2 separate regions of the Gossypium hirsutum genome follow, and region 2 is linked to region 1. Evidence: chromatin contacts called from public Hi-C data. All regions are on one chromosome and are shown on one strand. The core of a region is the stretch at or near the end of the contact, and the rest is flanking DNA. Distances in the headings are between cores, read along the strand shown. Region 1 holds the start of LOC107941949 (coatomer subunit delta). Region 2 holds the start of LOC107890788 (probable Histone-lysine N-methyltransferase ATXR5).

Evidence for each region. A called contact is a pair of places that touch in the nucleus more often than the background predicts.
Region 2: a Hi-C map of leaf shows a contact between it and region 1, with 4 times the contacts expected there. The contact joins the promoter of LOC107890788 here to the promoter of LOC107941949 in region 1. A contact is called at or near these places in 3 of 34 Hi-C or Micro-C datasets (all in leaf).

The regions. Positions count from the first base shown.
Region 1 is chrA11:82,881,424-82,885,259 of Gossypium_hirsutum_v2.1, reverse strand. LOC107941949 (coatomer subunit delta) reads left to right here and starts at 2,079. Exons shown (of 12, transcript XM_016875572.2): 1 at 2,079-2,220; 2 at 2,643-2,705; 3 at 3,113-3,152; 4 at 3,263-3,486; 5 at 3,730-3,836. The coding sequence starts at 2,703.
Region 2 is chrA11:83,383,945-83,387,780 of Gossypium_hirsutum_v2.1, reverse strand. It overlaps LOC107890788 (probable Histone-lysine N-methyltransferase ATXR5), which reads right to left and starts at 1,932. Exons shown (of 6, transcript XM_016815343.2): 1 at 1,386-1,932; 2 at 1,193-1,273. The coding sequence starts at 1,722.

The sequences.
Region 1 (3,836 bases), core at 830-3,329:
TCCTTAATTTGATAACTCTATTGTGATTTCAACATAAAGAGTTGTTAAATGGAAAAATTTTGTATTTCCATCATTTACCAAACAAAGATTTGCTTAATCAGTGTCCCCTTTATCGAACTAGACTTTTTCTCCATAAAGAGTAAGGATTAATTAAAAACATGCAATGTATATTCATGAGCTAAAATGTTTTAAATTGATTACTAAACAATGTTTCTAATTGATTATAATATTAACTTTGATATTCTTAAATTTAATTTAGGGTAAATTGTATAAATAGTCATTCAACTATTAGAAACTTTTTTATTAGGTCATCTAATTTTAAAAAGTTAGTAAATTTCATCTTATTTTTTATTTTTTTAAGTCCAAAATCATTAAATACTTAATAACTAGTTGATGTGGATTTTAAGTTAATGATTTATTTTTTTAACATTTATTTTTAATACACATCATTTCCATTTCATATAATAATTAAAAAGATTATTAATCCAAATCACCCCATCCCACCCCACCCTGTCCCTCTCCCTCCCCTCTTCTGACTCCCTCTCCCCACCGTCCCCTCTCCTCCCATCGTGCCACACATTGCCCGTTCTTCTTATTGATTTTGCTTTGTTGATTTCACATATTTAACATCCATGGGAAACATGGCCACCCATACTTAGTTTCATGTTCTTGGTGTTGATGCTAGTCTCATCTTTAACATCTTTTCTTTCTTTTTTTTTTTCCTTAAAGGGTAGGGGTAGAGTTGTTCAGGGAGGTTAAGATTGGAAAATATAAATGATCGGTTTTTGTTTTTTTCAATTGTTTGATTGAGAAAAAAGGAGCACGGGTTGATGTTTTTAATGATGTGTTTACAGTGATTGCAGTAGGTTCTAAAAGCAAGGCTTTGGAAGTTTTGGGATTGAATGATTGTAGGTTACTAGTTGGGTGGAGGATTATGAATGTTAGCACGATTTTTTTTTCTTTGTTTTTTTTTTTTTGGGGGGGGGGAGGAGTCAGGAGGGGAAGGGGAGAGGGAGGAGGTTAGGTAATTTGGATTAATAATTTTTTAATTATTATTTAACATAAAAATAATGTGTAATAAAAGTAAATGTTAAAAAAATAAGTAACTGTTATGCATTTAACAGTTTTAGACTTAAAAAATTAGAAAGATAAATTAATTGGTCATTTTATAATTTTTTAAAATCGGATGATTTAATAAAAATGTTTTTAATAATTAAGTGACTATTTATGTAATTTACTCTTTAATTTATGATTCTTATGTTTTAATTTCATAAGAAATTTTAAGACGTAAGAAATAATTTTAAAATAAATATATATCTAGTCTTTTCATTATTTGAGGACCCATTTTAGAGAAATGCTGTATTAATTTTTGGTAAACTATAAAAATAGTTATTTATATTTGTTTAAGTTTATATTTTGATTATTGATGTTTTATTTATTTCGATACGGTTATTAATGTTATCAAAATTGCGTTAAATTTTTTTTTCATTCCAACTACAGGTACCCATTGTTTCAATTATGTTAACAAGTTATAGTTTTCTTCTCAATTATATTTATGTCGTTCAAATTTATAGAATGAGTTATTTGACAATGATATGTGGAAACTTTTTCTAGTTTTAGGCATTGATATATCAATTGCAAAAGATATGTTATGTGCTTAACTGTAGTATTTTTTATATTTGTTTCTAAGTTGATATTGTTGTTTAGGAGGGAGTGCACTTTCATTAAATGGAATAAAGTTTTATTAAACAGGTTGAGTGAGGAAGATAAAAGAAGGAAAGGGAGAAGAAAGAGAAAGTGAAAAAATAAAAGAAATATTGGAAAAAAATTAAAAACGTGGGAGAGAAAAAAAAAAGAAGAAATGAGAAATGAGAAGGGGAAAAAAATACATAAGTGACAGGGCCTATAATAAAAAAATTTAAAAAAAATTAAATCCATGTCTACGTTTAATGTGCTATGTGATAAAATTGTAACAATTAAAACATCGAAAACCAAAATGTAAAATTAAACAAACATAAATGAATATTTTTGAGTTTAGGCTATAAAAAACCCGAGAATGCAACACGTTGGGCCTCAGGGATCGGGCCGGACAATCCAAAGTTGGTCCGAATATTAAACGACGGATCTACCGCAACGCAGATATAATGCTCGAGCGCGTCAGTACCTTCTTCGCCTTTGAGTTCTTAACGAATTGATCTCCAGAGTACAAACTAGATCGAGGTAAGCTCCATCTCAGATCTCTAAATTCCGCAACCTCAGTTGGGCATTTAGAGGGTAAAATTGTCAGATCTGATTTTTTTTCCCTTCGATTTCATTGCCTTTTACGTTTCAAACGCTTTTAAATCGGAAATGCTGTATTCAGTCCTTCTGTTGTTTCTCTCGGTGATTCCTCTACCATTCGCATTTTATTCTGTCAAACACTGTAATTGTGTTATCGGTATTTGAATTTATATGCATGTTGATGTACAGATCTGAGGTGGTCGATCTCTTTGCAGACTTAGATATACTGATTCGCTTTTTTCTGTTTTCAGATTTACTGTTATATTATAGATCGTTTCTATCCGTTTCCATTTATTTTATCCTGATTCCCGCTGCTTATTTGTGATCGCCTTTATCCTAAATTGATTTTCATTGTTTAATAGGTATTCTGATAAAAGCTTCAAATTGATATTGTCTGGGTAGATTGCTTCTTGGTAACCAAGATGGTAAGATCTGTTCTTTATTTTCATTTTTCACTCGTTCTTTTTAGTAGAAGTATACATTTAAATAGATTTCAGTTCTTTTTAAATATATATGTATTAAATAAACTATAAACTCATTTTGGAGAAACTGAAGATATTACAAGGTCCATGTTTTGTTTTCTTGAATGATTTGCTTTTTGCTTCATTCCCATCTGTTAACTTTATCTGTACGAGCATTGCCATTGTTGTTGAAATTCTCTTCTATGGTTTTGTCTATGTTTTTTTTTAATGTCCAGCATTTTCTGGTAAGCACTGCTCCTAGTGTTGTCTCTTATGCTTTGTTTTCTTGTAATTCATTCCCTCCTTATTAAAGGTAATAAAAAGCATAGACCGAAGTACTTCTGATTTTACCTTTTGTTTTTGTGATTTAGGTTGTACTTGCTGCTTCAATTGTAAGCAAGTCTGGAAAAGGTGACTTTCATGTTGGCTCATTGTAGTTGTTTTTCTTGTGCTGTTGTAATTAAGTTGTTGAAGTTCAAAATTCGGTTGTGTTACATGTGCTTTATTTGTTCTTATTGCAGTGCTTCTCTCCAGGCAGTTTGTGGACATGACTCGCATAAGAATTGAAGGTCTTCTTGCTGCTTTTCCTAAGTTGGTGGGTACAGGAAAGCAACACACATATGTTGAGACTGAGAATGTGCGATATGTTTATCAACCAATAGAAGCTCTTTATTTGCTTCTTGTAACAAACAAACAGAGCAACATTCTTGAAGATTTGGAGACTTTAAGACTGCTCTCCAAGCTGGTATGCTTTAACTTCTCTTTGATTTCTTTCCTGTCTGATTTAATCTTTGAACATAATAGATAATGTAGTTGGAAGTTGACTTGTTTGCGGAGTGGTTCCTTTACCTGTATGTTTTCAGCTTCTCATTCCTTGGCACATTTGTATCTATTACTTGAGGCATTTGCAGTTTTTAGCCTTTCTGTAATATCCTTGTCTGAGCCAAGTAGAACAGAGCATTTACTTGATTTGTTGTACTTTTTCTAGGTAACTGAGTATTCTTACTCTCTAGATGAGGAGGGTATTGGCAAGACTGCTTTTGAACTGATCTTTGCTTTTGATGAAGTCATTTGTCTTGGGCACAAGGAAAATGT
Region 2 (3,836 bases), core at 683-3,182, 500 kb before region 1:
CAATTTTGTGTTGAATGTCAAAAGGTGAGAAGGAAGAAGGATTGAGATAGTTGCAAGAGCAGTCCCAATTAAATAAGATGGGGGGAAAAGGAGAACTTTGAGCAACTGAACTTTCTAAAAACATCTTTGAGGTATAAGCAATTATAAGAAATTGAAATGAACATATAAGCCACCAAGTCAATGAACCATTGGATAATTTTACTTGGAAACCAAAATGTAAAGGGAACTCAAGGTCCTATGATCCAAGGGAAATTTGTGGAAAAGACTGTAGGAAGTGCTGATAGATGATACCCTCCTAAAACGTTTTTCCTTGATCCATTATATATACACTTTATATATTTGCACTCTATAAGTAAAATCAATTAAACATGGTACAAGATAAAGTGGTGATATATTGCAACTAGGTGTGTCTGGCATTTAATAGCGAAGTAACATAATAAAACTAGGTGATATTTTACCCACCTTATTTCAATAAATAATCCCTATATGCAGAATAGATGCCTATCATGCGTTTTAATTCAGACAGACACGCAGGCACAAAGATTGTATGAGTTTCTCTCGCACAAAAGCATTCACCATGTCAAATTATAACTTAAATATGAAAAAACATCATAAAGTGGGGAGGGTGGGGGCAAAGAACTAATGAATCAAACTGTGGAAACAAGTGATCACAATTATGAATGTTTTTGAGGCTTTGTAGTATAAGACCAGTGAGCAATAGTGCACCACGTACAGCTTTAAATTAACAATTACAATTATTTTTCACCTCTTACAGGTAGCTTTGGTTACATTATAGAAATATCAACAAGATAAAACTAAGACGAATCAAATGTCAATAATCAATAACTAATACTAGAATAATAGTTTTAAGAGTTCTGCTTTTAACCAATTTCACATATTATATGAAGACAGGTTCAACATTCATCATTTTCAGCAATGTTTGCAGGTTCCAAATCAGCCCTACATTTTTTACCATTAATCTATTTTAAATCTCAGCAAATTTCTCCTTCCCTTAATTTTCATGATTATACTAATTTCCAATCTAAATTTTGCATGAATCCTGAAACAAGGTGAGAATTTTATGAATGCGCTTCAAATATAGTAGGCCATTCCCAAATCAACAGGAATTCAACACGAAACACTAAAAGGCCAAGATAAATATTACAGAAAATCGTAACAACAATTTTTTTACCTTGATTCAAATTGCATTTCTTTTTCCCATCACCACTCTTCTGAATCTTGAAGAAATCAATTATCCTTTTCTGCGAAAAAGCTAAAAAGGAAATAAAACACATTTATTATAAAAAAAAATTGAAAACAGAATGGAGAAAGAGGTCAACCAAACAAAATAAAAATAAAAGGTAAGATAAAAAAGAAATCCCTACTTCTTACTCGCCTATGGCCAGAGCATTTGGGGCAAAGCCAGGATCCAATAGGAATACGAACCACGATTGGTCTAAGGCATCTCATGTGGAAGCCTTTATCGCATTTATCACAAAGGAGAAGCTCTCCGGGACGTTCACCGGAGCCACATTGTTCGCAGATGATGTCGCTGTAGTCAGCTCGCTCCACCACAGCGTATTTCGCACGCGCCATTATCTCAGACATTGGTCTCAGCTTCTTCGGCGGCGTGGAAGGAGACGGACGCCGTCGAGGTGCCTCGGTTCGGCGGCGGGAGCTGACAAGACGCCGAGCCCCCGCCATGATGGTGGCTGGAGCCATATTTGGAGTGATCGGTGGAAGTAATGGAAGTTTGGAGAATGGAAATGGAATTTGTGTGTTTCTGGTCTCGCGGGGAAATCACAAACGGAGAAGACAAAGAGAAGTTTGTTTTTTTAGTGCTAACGTGCGCCGCGCGAGCGCATGGGAATTCAACATGCGCATACAATCGAAGAGCCTGTTTTTTTTTCCCCTTTATTTTCTTTCCTTTTCTAGACAGAGTCAAACTTTTCATAGCGTACGGTTGCAACTTGCACGGTGTCAAAAGAAAAAACAAATTTTAATAAAAAAAATTTAAATAGTAAATGTGTTAGCATTTTTACCATTATTGTGTTTTCTTAAAAAAATTCAAAATAATATTTGTGTTTTGAAATAAAGAATAAAGAGTAAAAAAAAAATTATTCTTACTATTTTAGCACTCCTCTATCTGCTGTTTCTAGCAGGTTGTTGTGTTTTTAGGTTTTCTTTGTTTTTAGTGATTCTTTATCGGTGGTTTTGTTGACGACATTGATTTTGGTTTAAATTCTTCTTTTCATTTCTACATTTCGGTTGCTTTTGATTTTTTGAATTATGGAAAGAAAGTTGGCAAATCTATCATTGGATGATGAGGAAGACAAAATATTGCAGGCACAGACTGATCCTCATTCTGTATTTGTGGAAATTGATCTCTGTCTGGTTGGGTGTTTTCTAACGCCAAGTGTTATACATTTCCCAGTGATGAGAAGTACAATGGAAATTTTATAGCATCAGAAAATGTTTTTATTCAATTTTTTTCATAAGATGGATCTAGAGAGAGTACTAAAGGGATCTCTGTGGACTTTTAATAACCATGTTTTGATGCTACATTGGCCGGAGAAGGAGGAAGATCCGCTAAAGGTGCCATTAATCTTTGCGTGTTTCTGGGTACAAATTCATGAAGTGCCGCCAAGTTTTTATATTGAGACTTTAGCACACCAAATTGAGGGTTTTCTTGGGAATTTTTTGGAGTTCGACGGCACCAATCTGGGAAAGGGTTTGTGTACTTATTTGCGTGTAAGGGAACAATTGGATGTTAGGAGACCTTTGAAAATGAAGAATAAAGTTATGTTTTCAGTTGTGGCTTGTTCCTATGTTAGTTTTAAATACGAACGATTGACCCTATTTTGTTTTTTCTATGGGCGATTAGGGCACAGTGATTCTTTCTGTCAGGCTAAAATGGCACTAGGGTTTGATGTAGCTGAGATGGGTTGGGATTTGTCATTGCGAGCCCAATCTAGAAGAGCCCTTGCATTAGCAGTGTATGGCTACGAAAGGATGGGAAAGGGGTAAAGAAGGGGAACACTTTTGTAGATTGTGACTTGGGTAGGCGCATTAGTCTTATGTTAGGAGTAAATCTGGAAGGGGATCTGAATCTCGTATCTTGTTTTGATGCAGGTCATAAAAAATAAATGAATAGATGGATATGGAGCATGCCTCGGAGGAGAGCATGGTTGAAAGGGGTGATGGGAAAAAGAGACTAGGAAGAGAGGGTGACAAATTTGTTGATGGGGATGAATTGGAATCTCTTGTTGTTAGGAGTAGGAAGGTGTTGGGAAGTAGCCATATTACATCAGCAGATGCCAAGGGGTAAGCCGAATGGTCGCAATGAAAACATTCTATTGGAACGTTCGCAGTTTGGGGAGGCCACGGGCTGTTAGGAGACTTCGACATATGCTAAAGGTGTATAATCCCCAAATTGTCTTCTTAATGGAGACTAAATTAAATTCTAGAAAAATGGAGAATGTTTGCAGGAGGTGTGGTTTTTTAAATGGGATTGATGTTGCAGCTGATGGTTCTCGAGGGGGTTTAAGTCTAGCTTGGAGAAGAAATTCCACGATCACTTCGAGGAGTTTCTCAAAATACCATATTGATATTGAATTTAAGGAGGGTGATGAGGGTAATAAGTGGAGATTTAAGAGTTTTTATGGGGCTTCAGATTCGCGTCATAGGGATGACACATGGAACTTATTTAGGACTTTAGGTCAATCCTTTGGTTTGTGGAAGGTAATTTTAATGAGATTTTTTCTCCTTTGAAAAAAATGGGCTACCTAGGGAGCAAATGTGAATGGAGGCTTTCAAAGAGGTTCTTAGTGATTGTC